3 separate regions of the Hordeum vulgare genome follow, and regions 2 and 3 are each linked to region 1. A link is a contact called in public Hi-C data. All regions are on one chromosome and are shown on one strand. The core of a region is the stretch at or near the end of the contact, and the rest is flanking DNA. Distances in the headings are between cores, read along the strand shown. Region 1 holds the start of LOC123449003 (UDP-glucuronic acid decarboxylase 6). Region 2 holds the start of LOC123449000 (THO complex subunit 4A-like). Region 3 holds the start of LOC123449002 (trifunctional UDP-glucose 4,6-dehydratase/UDP-4-keto-6-deoxy-D-glucose 3,5-epimerase/UDP-4-keto-L-rhamnose-reductase RHM1-like).

Region 1 (3,660 bases), core at 485-2,984:
TACATATATAAATTGGTGCATGGGTTGTAAGAAAGTGAGGTGGGACAATTCAATAACTAAGTTTCTCTCGACTGTACTGCTGGGCCGGGCGACTCGTGAGGCCTAAAAGACATCAACATGGGCGGTGGAAGGAAAAGAACAATGATCAAGAAAAACTAATCATTATTTTGGAAGGATGAAAAATTATAATATGGATGAACGGACAAAAGAAACGCATCCTATTTATTAGTAAGTAATAGATATAGATATAGATAAAGGACCCAAAACCCACTTCACACGTCGAAAAAACTTAGACAAACATATGCTATGCAAAAACTGCTCCCTCCGTATGAAAATATAAGACGTTTTTGCAGCTTAAATTGAGTTGGGTCTTATATTTTGGTACATAGATAGAGGTAGTGTAAAATTACTTTTCTATTTTGCATTTAAGCATGGGACACCGTCACATACATGACATCACAATCGTATGAGCTGATTTTAGCTCTGAAAGTTGTTCATTCAGACGAAATTCTTCATTAATTTTGTTCCCGTTTGTTTCTACGCACTTCTTCAACAACAGGAAAAAGTTTAGGAGAGGATAAGGCTCATCTAAAACCCTAGAATACATCCCATCAACGAAGAAGACTGAGAAGATGTTCTATATATGCACCTCCAACAAGTGGCGAAGCCAGGATTGGGCCAAGGCCCGGCCCTAGGCTTGCAGCAGTGTTGCTACAATGCTAAACAGTGTCCGGGTTGCTACGGTCAACAAAGAATTTCTGCCACACGCCCTGGACCCAGCCCCCAAGGTATGGGTCTTGTCTCCGCCTCTAACAATAGCCGCCGTAGTCCACTAGTAAATTCGTCTATGTGTCCATGGTCGTAGCATGCGAGAGCGAGAACAACAAGTTTAAGGGGTATTCCCGCAGCAATGAAAGAAAAACTCAAGGCATAAATGAGATCCATCACCAAAACCACACGAGGGAAAACCCCGGTTGATTGTTTAATATAAGTACAGCTACACCAATTTATTTTAACCTTTGTTTAAAGGTATGTGCAAGAATAATACTACCAGTACTATTATACAGTAGATTGTCATGGACCTCGTGGCACTATTAATCCCCCAACTTTTGAGCAAGCTGCGTAACCACCCACTAACCACGGCACTAAAAAGATGTAAGCTTTCCGCTGGAGCAGCTCGGACTGACAATCCCGGAATTATAAAACGTCAGTGACATGATAATGCAGCCGTGATGTTCATGACGTGGTGCCCATGTTCTTCAAATCCTCCCACTTTCCATCTCGCCGATGCATCTGCTCACTACAGCATGCACGGATCACGACGCACCCCGACCCGAGTAGTGTATGTCGCAAGCAACCAGGTGATCGGGCGGTCTCGAACCCGACAGAGCTCATACCGGGTCGAGCCCGCGAAATCCTGTCGGTCGGCCCGCGAAGCCATCAACGGCCGCTGCTAACCTTACCCGCCAACAACTAAAGCGTGAAGTCAATGGCCCCACCTGGCAGCGACGCGAGCGCTCCCCCCCTCCACCCGCCTCCCAGTCCTAAACAACGCCCACTGACGCCGAACCCCCCACCAAACCCACGCCTAATCGCGGTTCTAAATCTCGGATCCGGGGCCGGGCCGGGCCGGGCCGGGCGCGCTGAGCTGTCCCCATCGAGCGCACGAGCCACCGGCTGGGGTGTCGCCGGGCGCCACCATCAGCGGCAGCTTTGCTTCCATCCGAAGCGCGAGCTGCACTGCACGGAATAGGCATTGATTAATCGCCCGGTTTTTCACCGCCCCCCGGCATTGTTTTTCTTTCCTCCCTCGAGGAAAAAAGCAGATGTTGTTGGAGGCGGGTGGTGTGGTGGGAAGTGGGATGGGATCTGAACTGATTGGCGCCGGTTGGTAGCAGTCGGTGTGTGTTTCATGCGAGGGGGAGGGGGAAGGCAGGCAGACAGACAGGGGGCGCTTATAAATACGGCTCAGATCTGGGGAGGGCTTTCCATCCACCTCGTCTCGTCGGTCTAATCCGATTCAAACGCGCAGCTTCCTCGTGTCCGAACTAAGCCCCAATCCCACCACCGCCGCCGCTGGTGAGCATCCGTCCGTTCATTCATCCTCTCCTTCCCTCCTTCCTCCTTCGGTCGCGATCGTCGATCAGATAGACCGTGTCCAGAATCCGGCAAGGTTTTGTTTGGGTTGGGTTCGGTTGGGCTGGGCTGCTGCGTCGTGTGGCTCTCTGACGATCTCTCGGCCCGGTTGGATCTGCGTGTGCAGGTGCTCGGCGCGATGGCGCAGAAGGACGCCACCAATGGCAACGGCGCCACCACGCGCCCGCCGCCCACGCCCTCCCCCATCCGCTTCTCCAAGTTCTTCCAGGTACGCGTCGGGATCTGATCGCTGCTGGATCTCGCTGCTTGTCGCTCGGTTGGCGCTAATTTTGGGACTGTGTGGTGGGTTTGGGCAGGCCAACATGCGGATCCTGGTCACCGGCGGAGCTGGCTTCATCGGCTCGCACCTCGTCGACAAGCTCATGGAGAACGAGAAGAACGAGGTGAGGACTAACATCAGATCCCCTAGCATCATTCTACTAGCTGTTGCCGAAATTGACCCCTGCGGGGTCAACTCCCTTCCGCTTGGATCTGACTGGCACAGTCAGAGTCACGAACTGAGTGGGTCTAGGATTTAGCGAAAACGACGTTGTGAGTGGAGAGTTGCTTTGTGCCAGGCCAGATCTCAGTGTGCAAGCCTGGGCATTGGTTTTTGCATGGTGTGGGGCACTACTGTTTAGAGCTCAAGCTGGAAACTCTGCTCCACAATCAAGTACTTAGAATTACAGAGATCCAGTGGCGGTGCTTTAGAGAACTATCGCTGTCCCAGCTTAACCTCGATCTGTCTCAGAATGTAATATCAACTACTCCCTCTGTACCTAAATAATTGTAGTTGGGGAGAACTAGTCTGTACAGAGGGAGTAAGATCCAGTGGCAATGCTTCTGAGATCTTGCTGTGAGTACTTCTGAATTAAGCAGAGTGCCTGTTAGTGGTACTGAGCTCTCTCATGTACTGTTTATGTACAATTCTACATGATTCGGAGCTCGGTTGATTTTGTAGAATCCAGTATTGTTACTATGCAGATCTATACAGACAAACTTAGCAAATGTAGACCAATCTGATTGTGTCTTCTTTTTGGTTCAGGTCATTGTTGCTGACAACTTTTTCACTGGTTCAAAAGACAACCTGAAGAAGTGGATCGGCCACCCAAGATTTGAGCTCATCCGTCACGGTAATACTGCATGCTGAACACATCTTGTAGTAAATTCTCAATTCATATCATTTCCATGTGGCCATACTAACACATAAGTTGTTTCTTTCTACTTTCCACTTTTCCGTTAAACTGTACAGATCCTTGTTAACCAACGAGAAATAAAGAACCATAAGTTTATTTGGTCATAGCCAATGGATGTACAAAAAACATGTCCTGAGTTGTCTGTTGAATTGAACCTGCAATCTTCTAAACTAGTCAGTGAAGCCTTTGAGTCAACTACACCATAGAATTTCATTTGTCTATGGCATGCTTATGTGACTTTCTTTTGGTAACTTCTGTTCTTAATAGAAAGGGCATCCATGCATATTAATATACTATGCTCAAGTGTTATAGTCCAACCATATTCTAA
Region 2 (3,660 bases), core at 691-3,190, 240 kb after region 1:
TACACCTATAATCATTCAGGAAAATGGTAGAACATGATTAATATGCTTGATAACCTAACCGGCTAACTAGTTAGACAAAGATGAATTCTTGAAACTGAAATTCATAATTCAATCACTTCTGCTAATACCCCTACAACTAAGAACAAACTTAATGTGGTGCCATTGCAACACGGAGAGCACCTACTGTTTAATAATGTCTCCTGAAATATTGGGGATCGCACTTGCCTAACAAACTGATGGACAAGTCTCTTGGTCATAGTGCAATGGAACACTTCTGCTATATATCATAGCAATTACAGCAAACAATTGTATTATCACCATCCACAAAATTTAATATCACATAGGAGTTTATGACTAATTCTAGCAAACAGGCAAATTTAGATGTTTGAATTGCTGTGGATTGAATCCACAAATAAATAAAGCGTCAAATCTAACATACCTCTTAGCAACATTCCTAGCATAGCTTCCATTATTGGTTGGTAGTGCAGCTGGAGCTGTAGGAGTGTTAGTCCCAAGTATCTCTATTTTCATAGGCTTGCCATCAAGTTGGACATTGTTATATTTCTTTATCGCTGCAACAGCATCACCACGCCTTGCAAATATAACTTCAGCTGTTCCCTGCAACACACAAGTACTGTCAGGCATCGCACAGAACCCACACATGGAACAAAGAAAAACATAAGACGGAATCACGTACCTTAGACCGCCCACTTCGGTCAAAGTTAATCGAGCATCGCTTCAGATCACCCAGCTCGGAGAAAAGCTCCTGAACCATTGAAAGAAAAAAATAACTCAGGAAGAGTACCCTATGAACAGGAAACAGCAAGAGCATTCTATGGAGAACGATATCAATGTTTAAGTAAACTATACAAACTGAGAAACCATAACAAGAAAAGAACCCCATGTGAGCAGCTTTGTGAACTTACGAAGTAAGCAATAAGATATGCACACAAAGAAATCCACATCATCAATTAAACATATCAAATCAAGATTACAGCAGCGCAAATGAGAACATAACCACACCTCCAAAGAGGCCACACCATTTGGAATAAGCTAAGAACTATAATTGAAAACTAAACCAAGTCCTATTCACCTAATAAGCAAGCTAAGAAAATTCAGAAAAGATTAGCTCGGTCCACTACAACAACGCGAGGCTACCAGCACGACCAAATTACAGCTATAGTACTGGCCTATGCCAGATCTAGAAATAAACTATATGAGATCGTCGGGGACCAACTACTCAGAAGCAACCGAATAACTACATGAGTATGAGAGCAACGACTCGACATGTAGATCCGGCGACGTATATACCTTGAGGTCCTCGGTCGAGACGCCGAAGTCCAAATTGGTGATGAAGAGCTTGGTGCCGGTCTCGATAGCCGAGACCCTCCCGCCGCCGCCGCCTCTGGCAGAGGCGTCCGAGTACATGTCGTGCTGCCACGCCGATTCCGGGGCCTGGATCGCGTCACACCAGAGTGAGAAAACCACCGGATCATCCTCCCGCGCCTCGGCGAAAACGGAAGTCCATCGATCCCCTTCGCCGACGGCGCAAAGCCTAGTAGCCCGTGCGATTCGTTCGTACCTTCGGCGGCTGGTAGGGCGCCGCCCTGTTCCCCGACCTCTTGAAGGCGCGCCTGTTGGGGCCGACGCCTCCGACAGCGGAGGCGGCGGAGGCCGCGCCGCTGCCGCCAGCGGCAGATCCACGGCGGCCCTCGAGGCGGCGGCCGCCCCCGCCGGAGGAGGAGTTGCCCTTCTTGTTGTTCTTGATGATGTCGTCGAGCGACATGTCGATGGTCTCCGCCATGGCTTCGCGCGCGCGGGGGCGGGCGGATCTGGCGCTAGGGTTGGGAGGGGGGAGCTCGGCGATGGGGAATCGAATTGATGGGGAAGTTGAATAGGGTTACCAAGTCGTGGGGTGTTGGGGAATTTGGGAGATATTTTTGCGGGAGGCGGGCGCGATAAAATAGTAGGGGGAGACGCGTAGGGAGAACGCGTGGTGGAGGTGGGGTGGGGGCGCACGAGTCACGACCCACGCGGGCGCGATGGGGATTGTTTGGCTGGGTCGGTTCGGGACTTCGCGGATCGGGGCCGTTCTTCCTTCCTACAAATTCCGTTTTATGCCAAACCAGTTTAAAAGCAGAACTATGTTTGTTTGTTTTTTCGGGGAAAAGCAGAACTATGTTTGTTCGTTTTTGCGGGGAAAAGCAGAACTATGTTCGTTAAAATAAAAAAATTGTTCTGCTCAAGACTCAGGGAACTCTTTGCTGTGCGGGGAAAACCAATGGGAACTACTACAATTTCAACATTAAAAAAAACGAATTGTCCGAATTGTGATATTGTCTTCTGATTGCCTTCTTCGAGTTGTACTCTGCTCAGCAGTTTTGCCTAAGTGAGGAGATGAGAAAATGATCAGAGGATATTTAATCAACCTGCTACACCTACTTGATACTCATACCAAATTTCGAGTGATGGACTTGATAGTTCAGACTATCCAAAAGACTATTGCGTATCAGAAGAGATCTTGTAGATATGCACCTTATATTCAGATGCTCATCAATGTCAAGCTAGGCAAGCATGCATATTAACTTGATCGTCTCCATCTACCTCTTCAACCTAAATTTGAGGACAATAAGGTTGTGATGGATAACAATGGTCCTAACTCAGCTACAGCATGAATGGCAGCAGAGACAACAAAGGCTGAAACTGCTAGAAATAGGTCACCTCCAATTCCACAGCTCAGAACTCAAGCTGACCAAATGCTTTTCTAGTGAGCATTGTCCAAGGCATGGAGAAGAACATTCAGGAGATTATGCAAAATCAGAAGAGTTTTGAGAGAGTTGTGGAGACAAATTCCACAACATGGATTTGAAGGTAACTGAGTTGACCACCATTGTCAGACAACTTCAACATGAAGTTGACTCTGTAAAGATTCCACGCTCAGAGGATGAAGATGAAGATGATGATGATGACGACGATGAGTCTCATCCTCCCACTACCACTAGGTTCAGCACCCAGCCTTGGTCAGTTGTTGTTCCTGCTCCGGAGACAAGACAATCATCTTTAGCACAAGCTTCGCCACCTTCAGCACCAGCTCCAGCTCACGCTCCTTCAGTATCAACTCCTCCAACTCCAGGGACATCAGCAGAAGCCTTCGTCGACGTTGTTCTATCGACTCCATCATCAGCTGCCCAGAGAAACGAGTAGTTCTATACTTTTTAACTTTTTGATAACTTGTTGCCAAAAGGGAGAAATATATAGATCATAGACTTCGTGTGAGAGAGAGCTTTTGACTTTATTTTCTCTTGTTTGGTTTTAAAAACTTTGTTCTTTGGATGACTTTATTCTGTCTATGTGGTTGATCATACGCTTTATCCTGTGTGATACTACTATATCATCTTTTAGATATCCTTGTGATGATCACTCACTTATCTTGTTGGTGTCATGTGCATTACTTTTACTTTTACGCACCACCAATATGTATGTGACATCGAAGAGTAACCCATGATCCTAATCGATTGTACATTTTCATTCAAACGCAAATTTTAAATAAAGCACAAATTTAGGGGGAGCTCTTGCTTTTCACATACTTTTCAAAGCTTCAATGCTAATCATTGATTATATCTTTTGTCGAAACTTTGATGTATATGTTGTCATCAATTA
Region 3 (3,660 bases), core at 830-3,329, 130 kb after region 1:
GCCAGCCACGTTGGAAGGCTAAAAATGATCGAACTCGTGTGGTCTAAACATTTAAGGGTAATTTGGTTTAAAGGCAGTTTGGTGAACAAGTTGGAGATGCCATTATCACAGTACTACCTCCGTTTGAGTCTATTGCCCTTCTTCGTATTTTTTTGTTAATTTGAAATGTAGATTTGACCAACAAATATACATTATACGTCATAAAACTTATACTATTGAATTCATATTCAAAAGAGGTTTGAGTGATACTATATTTATGGTATATAACTTATTTACTTTTTTCGAGGGTACACCAATGACGTACCAAGCTTTGTAGAAGGCAAGAAATATGTATAAGAGATTACATGTAGCTAGTTAGCGATCACAAGTCGATCCTAACCAGCACAACCCTCCCCTCCACTCCTAAAGATGACTAACTACTCGGCTAATGGTGTGACTCCAAGTGCTCCAGCTCCGACCCAAGTACCAAAATCATCGAAGATAAGGTCAACCGTACCCCACTCGTTCTTGATCTGGCTCCCGTCAAACACCCTTCCATTGCGTTGCTTCCAGATGGTCCAACAAATAAGTATGAAAAAGGTGTCAAAGCCTCTACGGGTAGGCTTGGTGATACGCTTCCTCGTCGTCAACCACCATTGGACCAAGGTGTCGTGTGGTAAAGGTACAATGAGGCCAGCAAGGCCCATCCTGGTGAAACAGATGTACCAAAATTGCCGAGAAAACACGCACTGCATGAGGATGTGCTCAAATGTGTCTTCCTCCTGGTCGCACATATAGCACGGTGTTCTTGCAATCCATGACGGACCCTCCTATCAGAAGTCCACAAGCGGTGTTGCACCGTCAGCCACATGAAGATCTTGCTCGCAAGCGGACTCCAACACTTCCAAATGGCAGCGAAAGAGGGAAACCTGACTCCTCCCTCATAAAGCATCCTGTACGCTGAAGAGGCGAGTATACACCAATGTTGTGCCAAGCCCAGATCGGTCTGTCCCCCGTCTCCGGATCGGGCTGCACGTTCATGAAAATCTCCCAAAGAGAGATGAATTGGGCAAGGCCCTCAGGGCATAACTCCCCAACGATGTCATTAGTCCATGCCTGAGACAGGAGAGCATCCTTGACTTTGCGACGGTTGACAACTTGTGTCCTGACCTTTGCCACCACAAGAGGGGCAATCTCCTTGATCGTGGCACCATGAATCCATCTATCTTTCCAGAACAAGATGTTGTCGCCCGCTCCTAAATCCCAACTGACTAGACTGTCAAAAGTCTCGGACACACGTTTGTCTGCAGTTAGGTTCAAACCTTGCCATGGCATGTCCCTGTCCGTGCGCCTGAGCCACTCCTAGCGGAGCCTCAAAGCAATCCCATGCTTGAATAAGTCAATGACACCAAAGTCACCAAGGTGTTTCGGGCGACATACTCTAGTTCAAGAGACCACACACTTGCCACCATGTACCTCCTCCTATCCAGCCCAAAAGAAAGCACGACACCACTTGTCAACACGATCCAAAGCCCAATTGGGCGCTTCACCAACTAAAAGGTGGTGGGTAGCGCGCGCCTGCACGACCTGATTCACGAGAACGAGCCTTCCAAGGCTGGTGACCAACCCTCACTGCCAACCAGGCATAATGTGAAGCGCGGTATCCACAATTGCATGCCATTCAGACCTCTTCATCTGTTTGATGCTAAGTTGAAGACCAAGATATTTGCAAAGGAATTTGTCAATCCTCCACGGGAGGGTTGTCTTTACAAGCTCCTCATCCACACTCTCCGATCTGATCATGATAACATATTTACTTATTTTACTTCCTCCGTTCCTAAATACAAGTATTTTTAGAGATTTCATTAAGAGACCACATACGAAGCAAAATAAATGGATCTGCACTCTAAAATATGTTTATATACATCCTTACGTAATCCTCTAATAAAACCTTTAAAAAAGAATTATATTTAGCCACAAGTCAAAGTTTAACCAAGGAAACCAGCAAACCAGACGGAGGTAGAAATCAAATCACACGGTGGTCAGGTCGGTGGGAAAGTCCCGTCTAGAAGAGCCTGTGCTACTCCTGTGCTGGAGGAAAGGAAAACGAAAACGAGAATGGACGCGCGGACCACGCGGCGAAACGGTCAGGATCCTCCTTCCGCCCCACTCTCTTTTAAGCCCCCCATCCGCCCGTACTCGTCGGCGCCGTGCAGTTGAGTGCTCGCTGCTCCCTCCTCCTCCCCTCCAAGATTCTTCTTCGACCCCTCCCGATCTCCAAGGCGCCGCCGCGCGCCAGATCTCCTCCGCGCGCCCGCGGTGCGCCCTCGCCGCCTGCGCGATCTGCCTGGTGAGCCCCCCCCCCCCCCCCCCCCCTCCCCCGCTGCCTGCTCCTAGATCCGTGTCCTCGCCTGGAATTCCGGTGGCGACCTTGCGGTCAGACTTGCGCAGTGTACCATTCCCGTGCGTGTGTTATTTGCCGCGGCGAAGAGTTCGGTCGTGGTTTCACGTTGCGTATATGTGTTTGCCACCGCTGGACTGTGTTTGCCACCGCTGGACCTGGGGATCGTGATGATGGAAGATTGATGGGCGCCTAGTGAAAATTGCATTTGCCATGATCAGGATATTGTAGTGCGGCGGGTGTTCTGCTATGCCTGCTGATGGCTGTGGTGTCAGTTTAGTCAATTCTCTACTGTTTTACTACTCCATAGCCTGCTCATGGCTATGGTATCAGTTTAGTCAGTTATCTACTGTTTTACTATTCCACGGCCTGCTGATGGCTACGGAGTTAATAATGTTTTCTCTATTCTTCATTGATGGTACGAGTATATCTGCTTTTAGTTTTAGCAGGAGTTGCCTTGTTTTCCTAGTAACTTCAATGATAAGTTTGTAAGAATAATTAATAACACGTTGCATGTTTGGATATTAATTTGCAGGCCAAGATGGCGACCTATGAGCCCAAGAACATCCTCATAACTGGTGCTGCGGGTTTCATTGCATCCCATGTGGCAAACCGGCTAATTAGGAGCTATCCTCACTACAAGATTGTTGTCCTTGACAAGATTGACTACTGCTCCAACCTGAAAAATCTCAACCCTTCCCGGCCATCACCAAATTTCAAGTTTGTCAAGGGTGACATTGCAAGTGCTGATCTGGTGAACTACCTTCTCATCACTGAGTCCATTGACACCATCATGCACTTTGCTGCCCAGACTCATGTGGATAATTCGTTCGGCAATTCATTTGAGTTCACAAAGAACAATATATATGGTACCCATGTTCTCCTTGAGGCATGCAAGGTTACTGGCCAGATCAGAAGATTTATTCACGTCAGTACTGATGAGGTGTATGGAGAAACTGATGAGGATGCTGTGGTTGGTAACCATGAGGCCTCGCAGTTGCTTCCGACAAATCCATATTCAGCTACGAAAGCAGGGGCTGAAATGCTTGTGATGGCTTATGGGAGGTCTTATGGTCTTCCTGTGATTACGACTCGAGGCAACAATGTGTATGGGCCAAATCAGTTCCCTGAGAAGCTCATCCCAAAATTTATTCTTTTGGCCATGAAAGGCCTGCCCCTTCCAATTCATGGTGATGGCTCTAATGTCAGGAGCTATCTGTACTGTGAGGATGTTGCTGAAGCTTTTGAGGTAGTTCTTCACAAAGGAGAGGTTGGACACG

The links. A called contact is a pair of places that touch in the nucleus more often than the background predicts.
Region 2: a contact with region 1 is called in a Hi-C map of seedling, with 4 times the contacts expected there. The contact joins the promoter of LOC123449000 here to the promoter of LOC123449003 in region 1. A contact is called at or near these places in 1 of 6 Hi-C or Micro-C datasets (seedling) and 1 of 1 datasets of contacts at active chromatin or transcription factors (embryo).
Region 3: a Hi-C map of seedling shows a contact between it and region 1, with 6 times the contacts expected there. The contact joins the promoter of LOC123449002 here to the promoter of LOC123449003 in region 1. A contact is called at or near these places in 3 of 6 Hi-C or Micro-C datasets (leaf and seedling) and 1 of 1 datasets of contacts at active chromatin or transcription factors (embryo).

The regions. Positions count from the first base shown.
Region 1 is chr4H:469,852,274-469,855,933 of MorexV3_pseudomolecules_assembly, reverse strand. It overlaps LOC123449003 (UDP-glucuronic acid decarboxylase 6), which reads left to right and starts at 1,734. Exons shown (of 13, transcript XM_045126062.1): 1 at 1,734-2,079; 2 at 2,264-2,365; 3 at 2,454-2,540; 4 at 3,182-3,269. The coding sequence starts at 2,276.
Region 2 is chr4H:469,617,030-469,620,689 of MorexV3_pseudomolecules_assembly, reverse strand. It overlaps LOC123449000 (THO complex subunit 4A-like), which reads right to left and starts at 1,940. Exons shown (of 5, transcript XM_045126060.1): 1 at 1,583-1,940; 2 at 1,312-1,455; 3 at 698-766; 4 at 440-618. The coding sequence starts at 1,804.
Region 3 is chr4H:469,717,812-469,721,471 of MorexV3_pseudomolecules_assembly, reverse strand. LOC123449002 (trifunctional UDP-glucose 4,6-dehydratase/UDP-4-keto-6-deoxy-D-glucose 3,5-epimerase/UDP-4-keto-L-rhamnose-reductase RHM1-like) reads left to right here and starts at 2,079. Exons shown (of 3, transcript XM_045126061.1): 1 at 2,079-2,329; 2 at 2,916-3,660. The coding sequence starts at 2,922.